Regions from separate parts of the Mus musculus genome. Here region 2 is linked to region 1. Evidence: chromatin contacts called from public Hi-C data. All regions are on one chromosome and are shown on one strand. The core of a region is the stretch at or near the end of the contact, and the rest is flanking DNA. Distances in the headings are between cores, read along the strand shown.

Region 1 (7,198 bases), core at 2,509-5,008:
TATCCTCCATTCTTTCAATTACCTATCCTTTGGAACTTAAATGAGATTTTCTCTGAATGTCTGACAATAAGAATCTCTCTCTCTCTCTCTCTCTCTCTCTCTCTCTCTCTGTGTGTGTGTGTGTGTGTGTGTCTCTCTCTCTCTCTCTCTCTCTCTCTCTCTCTCTCTCTCTCCCTCTCTCTTCTCCCTCCCTGTTGTCTACACTTTTTATAACAGAGGTATGGACCCACTACTCTCTTTTAATTAGTTATTGAATGCATACATACTTTATAATCCCTTTCCTGGATTAGAATTAGTAATTCCAGTCTGCACCCTTGAAGTAGATTGAATATGAATGTCCCCTACCCCAATAGACAGGGTTTCTCTGTATAGCCCTGGCTGTCTTGGAACTCACTTTGTAGACCAAGCTGGCCTTGAACTCAGAAATCTGCCTGCCTCTGCCTCCCGAGTGCTGGGATTAAAGGCGTGCGTCACCACACCCTGCTTAATATTTCATTTCAAATTAGATGAAGGATTAAGATATATGACCTTATTAGAAGAAGTTTGAAACATGTGTCAGAGGCCTTGATGTTTCAAAAGCCCACACCAGACCTTCTCTATTCTTCTGCCTTCTGCTTATGGATTAGATATAAACTCTTAGCAATTGCTCTACCTCCATGCCTGCCCACCTGACTGCCTGCCTGCCTGCCTTCTGCTATGCTCCGCACCATAAGGCTTATGGACTAACTCTAAAACAGTAATAAAGCCCCCAATCAAATCCTTCCTTTTATAAAGTACCTAGGTCAAGGTGCCTCTTTATAGTGACAGAAAAGTAACTAAGACAAACTTCTCTGCCATCTTTAAGCTATATTGTACTCCATGTACTCCTCCATGTAGTCCAGTTTACCTTAGTAAATAACCATTGTTATTTGTAGAAATCGATTAAATCACTTTATTTGAAACTTTCTCTCACATAATCCTCATTGCCTGAAATTATCTTTTTTTTTTGTTACCCTCTCAGCTTCAGCACAGATGTATCCTTCAAGAAACTTTTCAGAATCATTACAACAAGACATTATTTTATTTCTAAATATCTAGATTTCTTTTGCATCACCATTTTATGCTTTATACTTGTAAATCAATGAAGGAAGAGCTGGAGTACCTAATGCCAGATCTGGGAATGCAGAGCCATCAGCAACTATTGTTATTTAGTGATATCTGTGAGCCTTCTATTATGTGCTAGATACTGCTCTAGGCTCTGAGAAAATTATGATAAACAGTACAAATGTTTCTACTCTCAAACAGCTTACATTCTGCTCAGGCAGACAGTTACCATTCAAAATATATCAGGAAAAAAACATGGCAAAGGGTTCTCAGTTTTCCGACAATAATGATAATGTGATAGAAAGTAACTTTATTTCTGATATGCAGAAAAGAGAGGATGATGTTAAATGGGAGATAGACTGAAGGATGATATTGAAGATATGTTGCAGGAGACAAATTTGAGGGGAAAAGTGTAGTAGGCAGAAGGAAGAGTTTTCACAAAGACTATAAAGGCTTGAGGGATAACTCAGGAGGTAGAGAAGAAGGACAGGTGACCTGAGTTCAGAACCTAGATCCTACCAGGTGGCAGGAGAGAACTTACACTGTACAGTTATCCCCTGCCCTTCAAAAGCAAAGAACAACATACACATGGTTATATATGCTTGTCCCCCCTCTCTCTTCTCTCTCTCTTTTTCTCTCTCTGTCTCTCTCTTTCTCTCTCTTTTTCTCTCTCTGTCTCTCTCTGTCTCTCTTTCTCTCTCTGTCTCTCTCTTGCCCTCCCTTCATCTTTATCTTCCTCTTCTTCGATCCCTCTCTCCCTCTTTCTACCCCTCTCTCTTTCAAATAAATAAATGGAAAAATGGGTAAAGAAATAATATTTTCAAGTCCAAAAAACAGAACTTGCTTGACACATTTAATAGACAAACAAATTAATATCAGAGACATAGAGATTGCTGAGAATAGAGTAGATTATAATGATCCAAGAATAGAATTCGGGGTACTAAATGAAAAGTTTTTGTATTAACAGGCAAAAGTTGATTGAGTCTTATAAAAGATGCTCAAAGAAACATGAGCAATTGCAAAATAAAGTTGGAGTTAGTGACAAGACTTTCTGATAAATTGGGAATGTGGAGTGTTATAGTACAATCATTTGTGAATGGTAATTTAATAGAAGCAAATATGCACAAAGTCATGATAGGGATAAACTCATTCAGGTATCTGTGTTGGGGTCAGTCATGGACTTGAAACCTCATTGTGATTCCCATTCATTGTCCTCAGACTGTCTGTAATTTTTCACACAAAACATATTCTTTTTTAGGATTTATTTGTTTATTTTATGTATATGAGCACAATTAGAGCTGTCTTCAGACACACCAGCTGACCTAATAACGCCTGAAACTGTTATGTTCCATGTGTAGTATTCTGCAACTACTGTACTAAACATGTTGAACAGGATCTTCACTGCTATTTCTACTCTTCTGCAGTGTTCTATGGGACAGCTATTTGTAACACCAATTTATAGATAAGGATGTCCTCTGATGAGATTTTAGCTTTCCTATGCCATAGCTGAACGTTACAACACTGAAATCTAATCATGGATAAACCATTGCTTAACTTTGTTGTCAAAAGCACACTGCATGCCTTGTCTTTCAACTTCAAGTTTATTTACAAATAAGTTCAATCATTTTAACACTAATAATTTGAATTTTAAATTATAATTCTCTACCAAATATCTCAAATTTTTCTTAAATTTGAATTCACCTGAATTCAATAGTTAATTATATGTATTTAAACTATATAGTCAATAAAAATACTTGTTCTACAGATCTATGTAATGAGCACTCATCACTTTATTTAGTGGTGCCCAATAATATATGTGAAATGCATTCCTTGGCCTCACCTCAACAGTGGCCTTTAAGTAAAAAGATGAGAATGGGGAATAAGTTCTTAAGTACCATGCAAATACAGAAAGAAAAAAATCCTTCTTACACACAGAAGCTACATTGAAAGTAAAAGTAACTACACACAATTGATTTTTAAGCAAACACTGTGGCTGTTAACCACCTTTACCTATTTTTGAATGTGAATCTGCTTTAAAATAAATGTAATTTATTTTATGACCTCATTTCATGAAAGTTGGAAACCCTAGTAATTAAGATGGAGGAAACCTATCATTGTATCTTGATTACAATGATCAGCAATGTAAGGAAAGGCTAAGTGGGCAGGAAGCTTTCCCCATTTACTGCTGTAGAATTCAACTCTGCTTATGAGAAAAACAAGACTAAATTCCTATTGCTTGCAACTGTGGCAAAGCTGTCTATGCCCTCTTGTTTTTCAAAATGAGATTTTTTTTTAAAAAAATGAGGTCGTTGGTCTTGATGGGAATCAAATCATTGAGACAATTGCTTAGAGTGGGCTTTGAACAGCATCTTGGGAAACAGTGTCCCTAAGTCCTTGTGGATAAAAAGCTGCTCTATTTCCAAATGCCAGGTGTGAAAGAGATTGGCAACCTCTCTTTCAGAAGTATAGCCTTGCCCTTGTTATTAGGACAGGCTTTGGAAGGAAATAAGAGGCATGTCTTGGCTTCTGGGGTGGTGAAAACTTTGTCAGATGTGTTCATTAGTATCTTTTTATTTTTTTCCCCGTTAGACTTAATCTGTATGCTCAAGTGTCCTGACTCCCTTTTGTGGCCCATAGCCAGGAAAGCGGAGTGTCTGGAGGAACACTGTATTTGGATGCTGGTACGACTTGCAGAGCTTGATTGCTCTGTGGAGTGACTGCAGTTTTGACTGGTGTGAATTTCCTCATCAAAGAGGAATTCTGATGCTTTACATGGCAATTTGAATAATTAATCTTCTGAGCTTTTTGAAATTGCGTTTTTCCTTGTTGCCGCTGTTAATAAATGCCACAGGACCATCAATCCACATTTGGTCCCAGCGAAAATAACAACTCACTTGAAAGTAGTGATACAAAACTAAGTCCACCCATGCTTCCTAAGGAATGATGGGTAAGACACTGCCACCTTTTGGTTATTGACAAGAGTGAGGTTGGAGGAGGTGTGCTGGGGTAGAAACTAAATCTGTTGTTTAAGCTGTAAATTGACCAGGTTTTTAAGACCTTATAAGTAAGTGCAGAAAATAACATTTAAGAATGTCCAAGATCATCTGCTTTTACTCACACAGCTCTCTACAGAAGAGAGAGAGCATACAGAAACGAGTGCTTTGTTCCTTTAGCTTCTTCGAGGACTGCGTTGCTGAAACCAGACTGTAGAAGGGTGTTATAATAAAACAGTTGACGACATGTTGACTGTGGAAGGGAACAAGTGGAGTCAGTTTGCTATAAACAGTCACATCACCGAGGCTGTGGTGCACTCTTGTGTCTTGGAAATACTTGAGAGCACCTCACACTATGAGGCTTTGAAATCCTGTTTCCCAGGATAATGAATTACGTAGCATTTGTACCCCAGCCTCTTCTGAGCACTCAGCTCAAAATGTTTGCCTCGGTGGCAGTGAATGTAAGGTGATCTCATTCAGGCAGGGGAGGTGGAGTGCTCATTAGCAGACACAGTATAATTCCCCAGTAGCTTAATGTCAATCTATGATTAAAATTCAACCCCAGTACCAGCTCTTGGTTAAAAACGAAGGAGCTGCAATTTCATCACATAGATCGAAAAGAAAAATCCCAAATTCAACCTGAGTTGAGTCAAGGTCTTGCTGCTGGAAGGCAGAAAGTACTAAAATCCTTAGCTGTGAGAATTGTGCTCTCATTGGTGTCTTGGAGTTGTGGAGACTGTTCATTCACCTTTAGTGGATAGTTGTAAGGGGCCAATAGTTCCTAACTGTAGTCTCCACAAGCAGTCGTTCTCTCGTCCAATGCCCTCTACTTGGTAGTAATACTTTCATTATTAATTTCATGCCTTCTTCATTTCTTAAGGAACTTAGGTGAGCTCTAAAATAGCTTATTCTTTGTGCCCCTCCCGATTCAGGCTAGGGTTGTAGGGATATCAGTCTGGCTCCAAGGATTCAACATAGAGGTCTAGCTCTGTATGTGATTGGATTACCGATGCATATTTTCTACCTAATGCATAACATTATCACTTTTTCTATTTCATATGGACAAACTGCTTGGATACAATTATGTGTGGATACTAAGCTTGGAGAGATGTTTCAACAGTTAAAAGCACTTGCCACTCATGCTGAGAAACTGAGTTGATTTAACCCACATGGCAGCTCACAACTACCTGTAAGTGCAGTTTCAGGAGATCTATTGCCTTTTCTGTCATGGCTACCAAGTGCACACATGTTGCACATGCATCCATACAATTACACATAGAATTAGTAAATGCTTCTAACGGGGCAGACCTCTTTAAGTCAGCAAAAGCTGTCTTAGGGGTACCATAAGCATCAGTTTATATCTCTCCAAAAATAAAGGTTTCACGTCTATATGAAGCATCTATTATATGATATAAAAAAGGAAATATTTTATTTTGAACCATAGGTTCCTGTAATGTATATGTATGTTTGTATACTTGTATGCATGCATGCATGTATGTACATAAATTTAAGTGTATGTATGCATGTATGTTTGTGTTTGTTGCATTGTCAAGTAAATTGTGTGTGTGTGTGTGTGTGTGTGTAGTGTGTGTGTGTAGTGGTGCTTTAATCTAATAGTGTGAGAGCTGCAGTTGTCAACTTTAAACGAACATAGTTTGAGCAGCTTTAACAAAATGTTGTCTTTAATATAGACATTTTTCTTTGGTGATATTAGTAACAAGTATTTGTTCCTTTGCTCCTTAAAGTACTGTCTTGTAAAAAAAAAATGTAATTGCCAGCAGCGAATTTTATAAGTATTTCAAACTTATTTTTGAGCCTTTTACTTAAATGATGAACTAAAAAGGTAGCAAAAAGTCCCACTGCCCCCTACCCACCCCTCAAAATAAAAGGTTTCCAGATAGATGTTCTCGAATAAGAGCAAATCACCATGAGAAAGTATCTTGCCAAGGTGAGCTCATTTCAGGGCTGACTCCTGTCTCCCTCTTCTCTATTTAATCCCATGCATCTGTTCACTCATTTGCTCCCCCCACTCCCTGACTATGATATGGCTCCTTTAGGTTGCTTGGCAACCATTATAATGCTGCTGCACATGCGTGCTACATAATAAATCCTATCTAGCTTTATTTTTCTCCTTCTTTAAAAGAAGGAATTACAAAATGAGATATTTCCTCCACCCTTTTCTAGTGGCCAAGAGACATTTGTGGGAATTTCAAAAGCACATAAAATGCCTGCAAGTATGCTGATAAGTAATTAAAATTCTTGACAAAGTGTAACTGGCCATTGCCTAGTGTGTATTCTTTCAGTTATTATTTGCAATGGCCTTCTCTTTTAAATATGTGCACCTTAATGTACATATGTCGATATATGTTTGTGTAGGACTATAAAAAGAAAAGAAGATAAAGTGCCAGCTGCTATGTCTCTAACAAAGAAAATGAAGGGAATTTCTTGAAATAATCTTGTTTGATATTTTCTTTAACAGTGGGTGCAGTAGTTTTGAGAGAGGACCTGGACTAAATCCATCTACCCTTTTCTGTAAGAAATCAGACAAAGCTTATGGCCTTCCCTTCCCCTCCTTGGCAAATCCTCGAGTCCTGCTGCTTTCGTTTGTTTTTGATCTGCCTCATTAAAAGACTATTGATGGCTTTAACCATTGTCCTTGTTTGGGTGCTGATTTACAAGCACTAATATCTGACTGTGCGAGATTAATGGGAGTCCAGGCAGTTTACGATTATCCTGAGGTCCCTGACCACACATGTAGGGGTTTGGGTAGGGGTCATGCACTCCTATGAAAAACTCCAAAGCAGGCTTAAACCTGGGAACGTTTTAATAGGATTGAATCTGTAATAGGATTTGGCAGCTTGGCTGAAACTGGATGGTGTGGTTTGTTTGGGGTTTCTTTCTTTTCTCTCTTTATAAGTGTATCTATTATCATACAGTCATTATTATCATGGAATAAAAAGGTAATATTTTATTCTAAGGTCCAAAAATTATGGTCGTTGTTTAAAGGATTATTTAAAGGAAAAAAAACACTATTCAGTGTGTATGTGTGTGTGTGTATACATACATATATATATACATATATACTGTTAAGAAATGTTATTTCTATTATGTAGTAAATGAGA
Region 2 (7,198 bases), core at 3,381-5,880, 630 kb before region 1:
TCATTATTAAGTTGTCTCCGCAATTCACTTGAAATGAAGTTATCATAACTGAGAACTAACAGTGTTTTAATAGAGGAGATTGGAAATTTTATACAAAATGGATCTCTTCCATGACAGATTGTTATTATCCTGGAATTCCCGGTGACAAATCAGGTTGTATGATTCTAAGACATAATCTAATAGCCTTTATGGTTTTATGTGTACAACTTTATTATTGTTTTTTTATTGTGTTCATAATCTAGCAGTGACCTAGCAGAGATGTGTGGTTTATCAAGGATGACCAGTGGTATATTGCATCTTGTTTAGAGAAAGTCAGTCCTTGTGTCTTATTGAAAATATATGGTTTAACAAGACATTTGCCATCATTTTCTTAACAGGGGTAATAAACAGAACAATTCTGCATAAAAGCTCATATCAGCCTTTTTCATGCCTTTTCTTTCAGAAGGCTGCCTTAGGGTTTAAGCAATTTACTGGTCTGACCAGCATCCTTTTTCTGCAGTCTGTGGTTCTTTTGTTTAACATTAGTATGTGGGCAAACAGCATTCTGAGCTGTGCAGAGCTTATCAGCCCGCGTTCAGTCAACTGGAACCCCATTCTACGTATCTGAGTGGGGCCACATTTAATGCTTCACAGTGGGAGCATCTGCAGTTTCCAAAAATGACTTGTTTATCAGATAAACTCCCCTTATTCTGACAGATGTGGTAGATGGTGGGTCTTCAGTATCACACTTCTCTAATATAAGTCATGTATAAAATATGGTATGCTGAGAGGCAGGGCAATGAGACTGACTGACCAACCCAAGAGAATTACTTCTGTAACTACTAACCCACTGAACTCAGAATGTACCTGTAGTACACAAGAGAAAAGTCATCTCTTGGTTTCTTTTTTGAACTGAACAGGTAATTCTCATGTTATGAAAGTGTTTTTTTTTTTTTTTTTTTTTTTTTTTTTTGGTTTTGATGATTTCTTTTTTTTTTTTTTCCATTTTTTATTAGGTATTTAGCTCATTTACATTTCCAATGCTATACCAAAAGTCCCCCTTACCCACCCACCCCCACTCCCCTACCCACCCACTCCCCCCCTTTGGCCCTGGCGTTCCCCTGTACCGGGGCACACAAAGTCTGCGTGTCCAATGGGCCTCTCTTTCCAGTGATGGCCGACTAGGCCATCTTTTGATACATATGCAGCTAGAGTCAAGAGCTCAGGGGTACTGGTTAGTTCATAATGTTGTTCCACCTATAGGGTTGAAGATCCCTTTAGCTCCTTGGGTACTTTCTCTAGCTCCTCCATTGGGAGCCCTGTGATCCATCCATTAGCTGACTGTGAACATCCACTTCTGTGTTTGCTAGGCCCCGGCATTGTCTCACAAGAGACAGCTACATCTGGGTCCTTTCAGTAAAATCTTGCTAGTGTATGCAATGGTGTCAGCATTTGGAAGCTGATTATGGGGTGGATCCCTGGATATGGCAGTCTCTACATGGTCCATCCTTTCATCTCAGCTCCATACTTTGTTTCTGTAACTCCTTCCATGGGTGTTTTGTTCCCACTTCTAAGGAGGGGCATAGTGTCCACACTTCAGTCTTCATTTTTCTTGAGTTTCATGTGTTTAGCAAATTGTATCTTATATCGTGGGTATCCTAGGTTTTGGGCTAGTATCCACTTATCAGTGAGTACATATTGTGTGAGTTCCTTTGTGATTGTGTTACCTCACTCAGGATGATGTTATGAAAGTGTTAAACAGAGAAAGGAAAGGCATTTTCACAGTTAGCTTAATGCTGGAGGAGTCATTGGTAAACACTGTTAGGTGCCTCAGTCCCATGGTCTGATAAAAGCTAGGAGCCTGAGGGGGCTGATGGAAATATTGATCATCTTGTACCCAGTGGTATCAGGATGCTGGGAAATTAGAAAAATGGGCTTAGGAGACTTATCTGCCATTAACCTAAAATAATGCTAATATAGTCTGTTAATTCAAAGTGATCTTTTCCTAGAATTGTTATTAGAATTTCATGAAGTCATTTTAGCATATCGAGAAGGTACTAATCCTGTTTGTAAAACACAAACTATAATTTTGAGATCGTAGACTATGGACATGAAACTATTTTGGAAGTACCTAGGCTTTTATGTATATCTAATACTTAAGTAATTATTTCCTGCAACTAGGACATTTACTATATTTCTTTCCAAAAGAATGATTTAAATGATTTCTTGGAGTGCGATCCCTTGGAATTTATTCTCCAGAGAAGTTCAGTGATTGGAGAACAGTATGCACCCTGCCTTGAGATCTTAAAAATTCTGAAGCAGCTGTCAAGTGATATTCCTGAAGTAGGTATGGGTAACATAATGACTGCTGGGGCGGGGGGGGGGGGGTGGAGGGCGTTGCCCCTAAGCAGTGGCTGATTTAAAATGAAGAGCTCCATCTTTTGAGCAGTTCCCATTCCTGGGGTTCTTTTATAACTTAGCACATATGTTAAGGTTTTGCTCCTACCTATAATTACTCTTTATATTAAAGTCTCTCCTTTCTAATTATTTCACTACTTATTTCCAACTTCACCTCTCTGTTAATTAAATGATTTTAAATGGGTCTCTGTTACGAATTGTGAAATGTTGCCATGGCCATATGATAAAATAATTGTTTGTAAGACCAATTTAAATGATAACTTACACCTAAGTATTGTCCTCTCCAAAGTACGGCAGCATGTGGTGCAAGCATCACATATTATCATTAGACACACCTTTCTGTCAACTCATAGATAAGACAATGTTATTTTGATGGACAGTGTAATCAATTGAATATGTAAATTAGTATAATTCTAGAAAACTTAATGATGCGTCTTTTGTCATTTCTTCCCTATTTTTATAGGGTTAGGTAATCTATTTTACATATGGCTAGATATGTTTATTACTATCCTTAAATAAGCAAGCCTGATAATTTTTCAGCTTCAATCTTCCAAACTTTCCTTCCAAGCCTTTCTCTTTTTCATATTCTTCTCAACCAAAACAGCAGGTGAAAAGGGCAGTTTTGGATAAGCCATTGAGGAAGCAGCCATTAAGAAATATATTCGCTACCACTATAGAAGACATTTGTGTGTCTCCCCTAGTCTCACTAATGTGTGTTAGCCAACTGTTCATGCAGAAATTGTAACTGTTAATGAGGGTTAAAAGGAAATTTTAAATTAGGTGTCATCTTTCCACTAAGGTATCTCAACTGTTATATCCTGTCTAATTTTTCCCCTTCTTATCTCTTGATCTTAACACAAACTACTTCTAAAATTATAATGATAATATTTTCAGATGAAATACATCCACCCATTCCAGGTTCTGCATGTTTCCTAGGTCTAACATTTCTGATTGCTCACTGTTTTTCCTAACACTGAATATCGTATGTCACTTGCCTAGTATGGCCGCAGACTCTGCCCTGCTCACCTGCTGTTTTGGTTGGCTTTAGATGCAAAGAGAAGAATATGAAAAAAAGAAATGGGGGAGGGAAGTTTGGAAGACTGAAGCTAAGAAAAAAAATGGCAAATGTTTTTAGCGCCTTCATCTAGACATGTGTCCCCTCACTCTGTGACATGGCTGCTCCAATGTTGCCATGGTGAGGATTTCTAATCATCCCTACACATGACAGGCTCCTATTTGTCTGTGCTCCCTTGGGTGTAAATTTCTAGGCTTAAAAAAAAAAATCCATGTGAGCGTATCATCCGCCGTGCAGATGTTTCGCTGCTTTAGAATATCAGGCAGCTGCTTGTGCCACCGTAGACAGCTAATTGGAGACTGCATCGTAGGAACAGAGGCGCAATTATGGCATAAATACACATCCTCTGGTGAATCATTGTATCTCTATTAACAGAAAATTTTAAACAGTGCTCAGAGTGTAATTAGTGTAGTTGATAAAGTTGTAAAACATGTAAATAAGGGAAATAGCAGGTACGTGGCCAATCCAGTATCCAGCACTAGGGGATGCAGATTATTGCCTATTTAGAAATAATTAGCAAAGCTGCATTAGCAAAGCCTGTGTCCAACAGAAGCAAGGCAAACATTTATTCTGGTAACAGCAATTTCTGTGCTAGCCATGAAAATCTACTAATATTGGTAATTTAGCCCTCATTACCAGAGGATAAAGCATGAAAAGAGCTCAGACATGAAATATGACAAGTAATATTAATTTTTATTCCAGAGGAAAGGAAGCTTCCTTGGGCTGCATGCTGATTTCTCTGCAGGGTCTCAGCAGTGCGTGCAGAGGAGGCAGTGGGTATCTGGTAGTTGAGAATTCAGGATATGGAGCTGACTCCCTGCTGGAAGTGTACCCTGGGGTGGCTATGACAGTGGCTGATGAGGCATGCCACTGTTAGTGCCCAGCCAAACCTCAGGTCACAGTTCAAAACAAGCACTCAGCCATTAAACTTCAGTCCTTATGGACCTATGAGGGTTTATGTCCCCATTTCTGCTTGCTCCCACCCTCCCTGCTCCTCTTCTTATTCTGACTTTTTTTTTTTTCCTCCCTGGGAAAGATTTTGCAGAGCTACACCGGCAATCAGATTGATTTTTTGTGCTTGCACCGCCCTCTGCAAATGCTTCTGATAATGAGCCGCTGCTGTTGTTGGAGGGGAGCCTGTGGGAGGGCTGGTTTCAGCTGTGTCTTAGCTCTGTCCTGTGCTCCGGGTAAGAAATGATCCTCTGACTCATATGCATTGAAAACTGTGGCACTGAAGAATATTACCCTGCGGCCAGGAATTGTGAAGAGCAAGAATTTGGAGCTTGTTTTACAAATACACTTCCTAATGAAGAGATATGCAAAACCACCGTTAGTTTCGGGACCCTCTATTCATTTTTTTCCAGACAGTGGGATAAAACAGCAGAACGTCTGGGGAAGAGCCGCCTTTCCTGCATTAATCTCCGCTTGTTCGCGTGTTCTTTGTTTTATTCTTGAACCATAAAACTGTCTGGAATTAAGAAGGGGTCCTATGTAACAGAGCATGCTTTGTGGTGTTTCTAGCTCTCAGCATTCCCTTGTTACCTCTGCTGAACATGGGGTTAAATATTTTCAGGCACACACATGGGAAGTTGCTTTCCTCAATTTTCTAAACTGAGATTTCCTTCGTTCTAAATTGAGTTTTAGGGAAAAATATATTCGGATTCAGTCTGGAATTCATAGAACATCCAAAATATCGCTCATGGCTTGCACATGTTGTATATTTCAGAAATTTTTTTTAAAAAAATGAAGATGGCATATTCATAAACTCATTGAAATAAACATATGGCTCACCTTCTTTTTCAAATATTAAAATTAGGACTTTTATTTCTAATTTCAGATGTGATGAAGACTCAAGACCATTTCCTAACCAGAGCATACGATGGGTCAGTGACGGTGTTCTTCATTGCTCCAGCATCTTCTGTTTGTATATCATCCTAAAGAGTCTAACTGAACTTAGAAGCACATTGGGATGTGAACTATGAACATCATGGTGACTAAGAAAACCAGATATACCAACACATTCTACAACACATCTGAATACTGGCCAGTACTCGTAGCACAGCTACATGCAGAATGCAAAAGTGGATATTTACGCAGTATATTTGTTTTTTCCATCTAAAACTGGCTTATATTGAATTCTGGATTTTGAGAGTATCTTTCTTTCCTGCTTGCTTGCTTGCTTGCTTTTTTTTTCTTTCTTTCTTTCTTACTTTTTTTTTTTTCAGTTCTCCCACTTCTGGGTCAAACGTGCATTTCTATATATTGTGTCAGTCAAACCTACACAGCAACTGAGCGATAGCAAACTCTAAATTGTGAGGGTCTACCTTTCATTTTCTTAACATGGCCTACTCCAAAGACATCTTTCTTTTATTTAGTATCACCCTATCCATAGTTGAAATGAACACCTGAATTTCACTCAGACGACCTTTCTTCAAGTTTATGTTTTAAAAAGTTCTCTGGGCCTCTGTTTCTTCAACTATGAAATTGAAACTCTCTCCTTGTTTACCAGGGGTTTGGATGAGAATTTCTGCCATACCACATTGTGAAATACTCTGCAGACTGTGAATATGGCGCCGATTAGTGTTTCTATGATCTTCCTCATTAGTATTTACATGATATATTCACTGGACAGAGTTATGACTACATCAGTGTAACCTCTCAAACACTTGGCCATTTGCCTAGGTTTTAAGATGAAGAGCAAACACCCTCAGAGCATGTCATAAAATTGACCTCTGATTGTGCCTGTAACTTGCTGATAAATCTGCTGATTCATAAATGCAATTCCAGTCAACCAGCCAGATGTTTGTTCTATGGGATGCCAAATTGCCACTTAATCTAATTTTCTCCAGGAAATGTACTGTATGTATAGAGACTATATAAACAAAATTAATCATTAATTGTTATCATTTTAAATTCATATACATATTCTATGAATACACATATTCTGTTAATATACGTATACATATTTCGTATCTGCTGCAAAGTGTGTGCTTTTTGCATCTCAGAGAGACACTTTTCATATTATGTGCACTGCACTACCTTCTGAGAAGCTGCCTAGAATGTCATGTCCAAGTTGCAGAGTTTACCCAAGGGAAGAAGCTAAAGAATTCCCTTTCTTCCTTAGGAAATCCCATGTGGAACATAGGCATGATTTGAATGATCAAAGCTGTTTTAACCCTTTGTAGAAAATCAGAGTAATAATAGTCGCAGAGAGCCTAATTTTGTAGTTTTCCCTGTGGTTTCTGGTGTGCATCAAGCAGTTACTATGTGGAACTGGTATACAGCTGCTGTTAACTCTAGCACCATGCCCACCACATTCACTACATTGACACTGAAACATCAATGTGTGCCAAGATCTATGCAAGGGCAGAAGGCACTCAGGGGAAACAGGAGGCCACATGATCCCTGATTAAGTGAGCTGTTGTTACTTTTCTTCACATATCTCTTCCCTCTGCTCTTATTGTTCCCATCACAAAGCGGGTGAAATAGGTTCAACAAAGAGGATCTTCAGACTGGAGTTAAATTCAAGCACAGGAATCAGTTAATGGGAGCATGAACTTGCAAGATACCAAACCCTATTTAATTTAAATCCACTTACTGATTTCTAACCCTGTGGCATCTACAAAAAATAGTGTTTTGTTGTACAGAAGTTGTAACCACATATTTCCTAAATGCTAATTTAATCTTAGTTGGAAACACAATTTTATATATTTTCTTGCATGCAAA

The links. A called contact is a pair of places that touch in the nucleus more often than the background predicts.
Region 2: a contact with region 1 is called in a Hi-C map of cerebral cortex, with 1.8 times the contacts expected there. The contact joins two enhancer-like sites. A contact is called at or near these places in 1 of 484 Hi-C or Micro-C datasets (cerebral cortex) and 1 of 9 other capture datasets (embryonic tail).

The regions. Positions count from the first base shown.
Region 1 is chr4:22,970,276-22,977,473 of GRCm38.p6, reverse strand. All of the region lies in intron 2 of Gm30886 (a long non-coding RNA gene), which reads right to left. Among named protein-coding and RNA genes, the nearest start is that of Gm30886, 35 kb to the right of the region's middle. Within about 2 kb of position 3,758, at least 15 of the 459 cell types and tissues checked have an H3K27ac peak or open chromatin away from gene starts, as enhancers often do. A contact at or near this core is called in cerebral cortex, where this site is marked.
Region 2 is chr4:23,599,218-23,606,415 of GRCm38.p6, reverse strand. No RefSeq gene overlaps it. Among named protein-coding and RNA genes, the nearest start is that of Gm31085, 88 kb to the right of the region's middle. Within about 2 kb of position 4,630, at least 43 of the 459 cell types and tissues checked have an H3K27ac peak or open chromatin away from gene starts, as enhancers often do. A contact at or near this core is called in cerebral cortex, where this site is marked.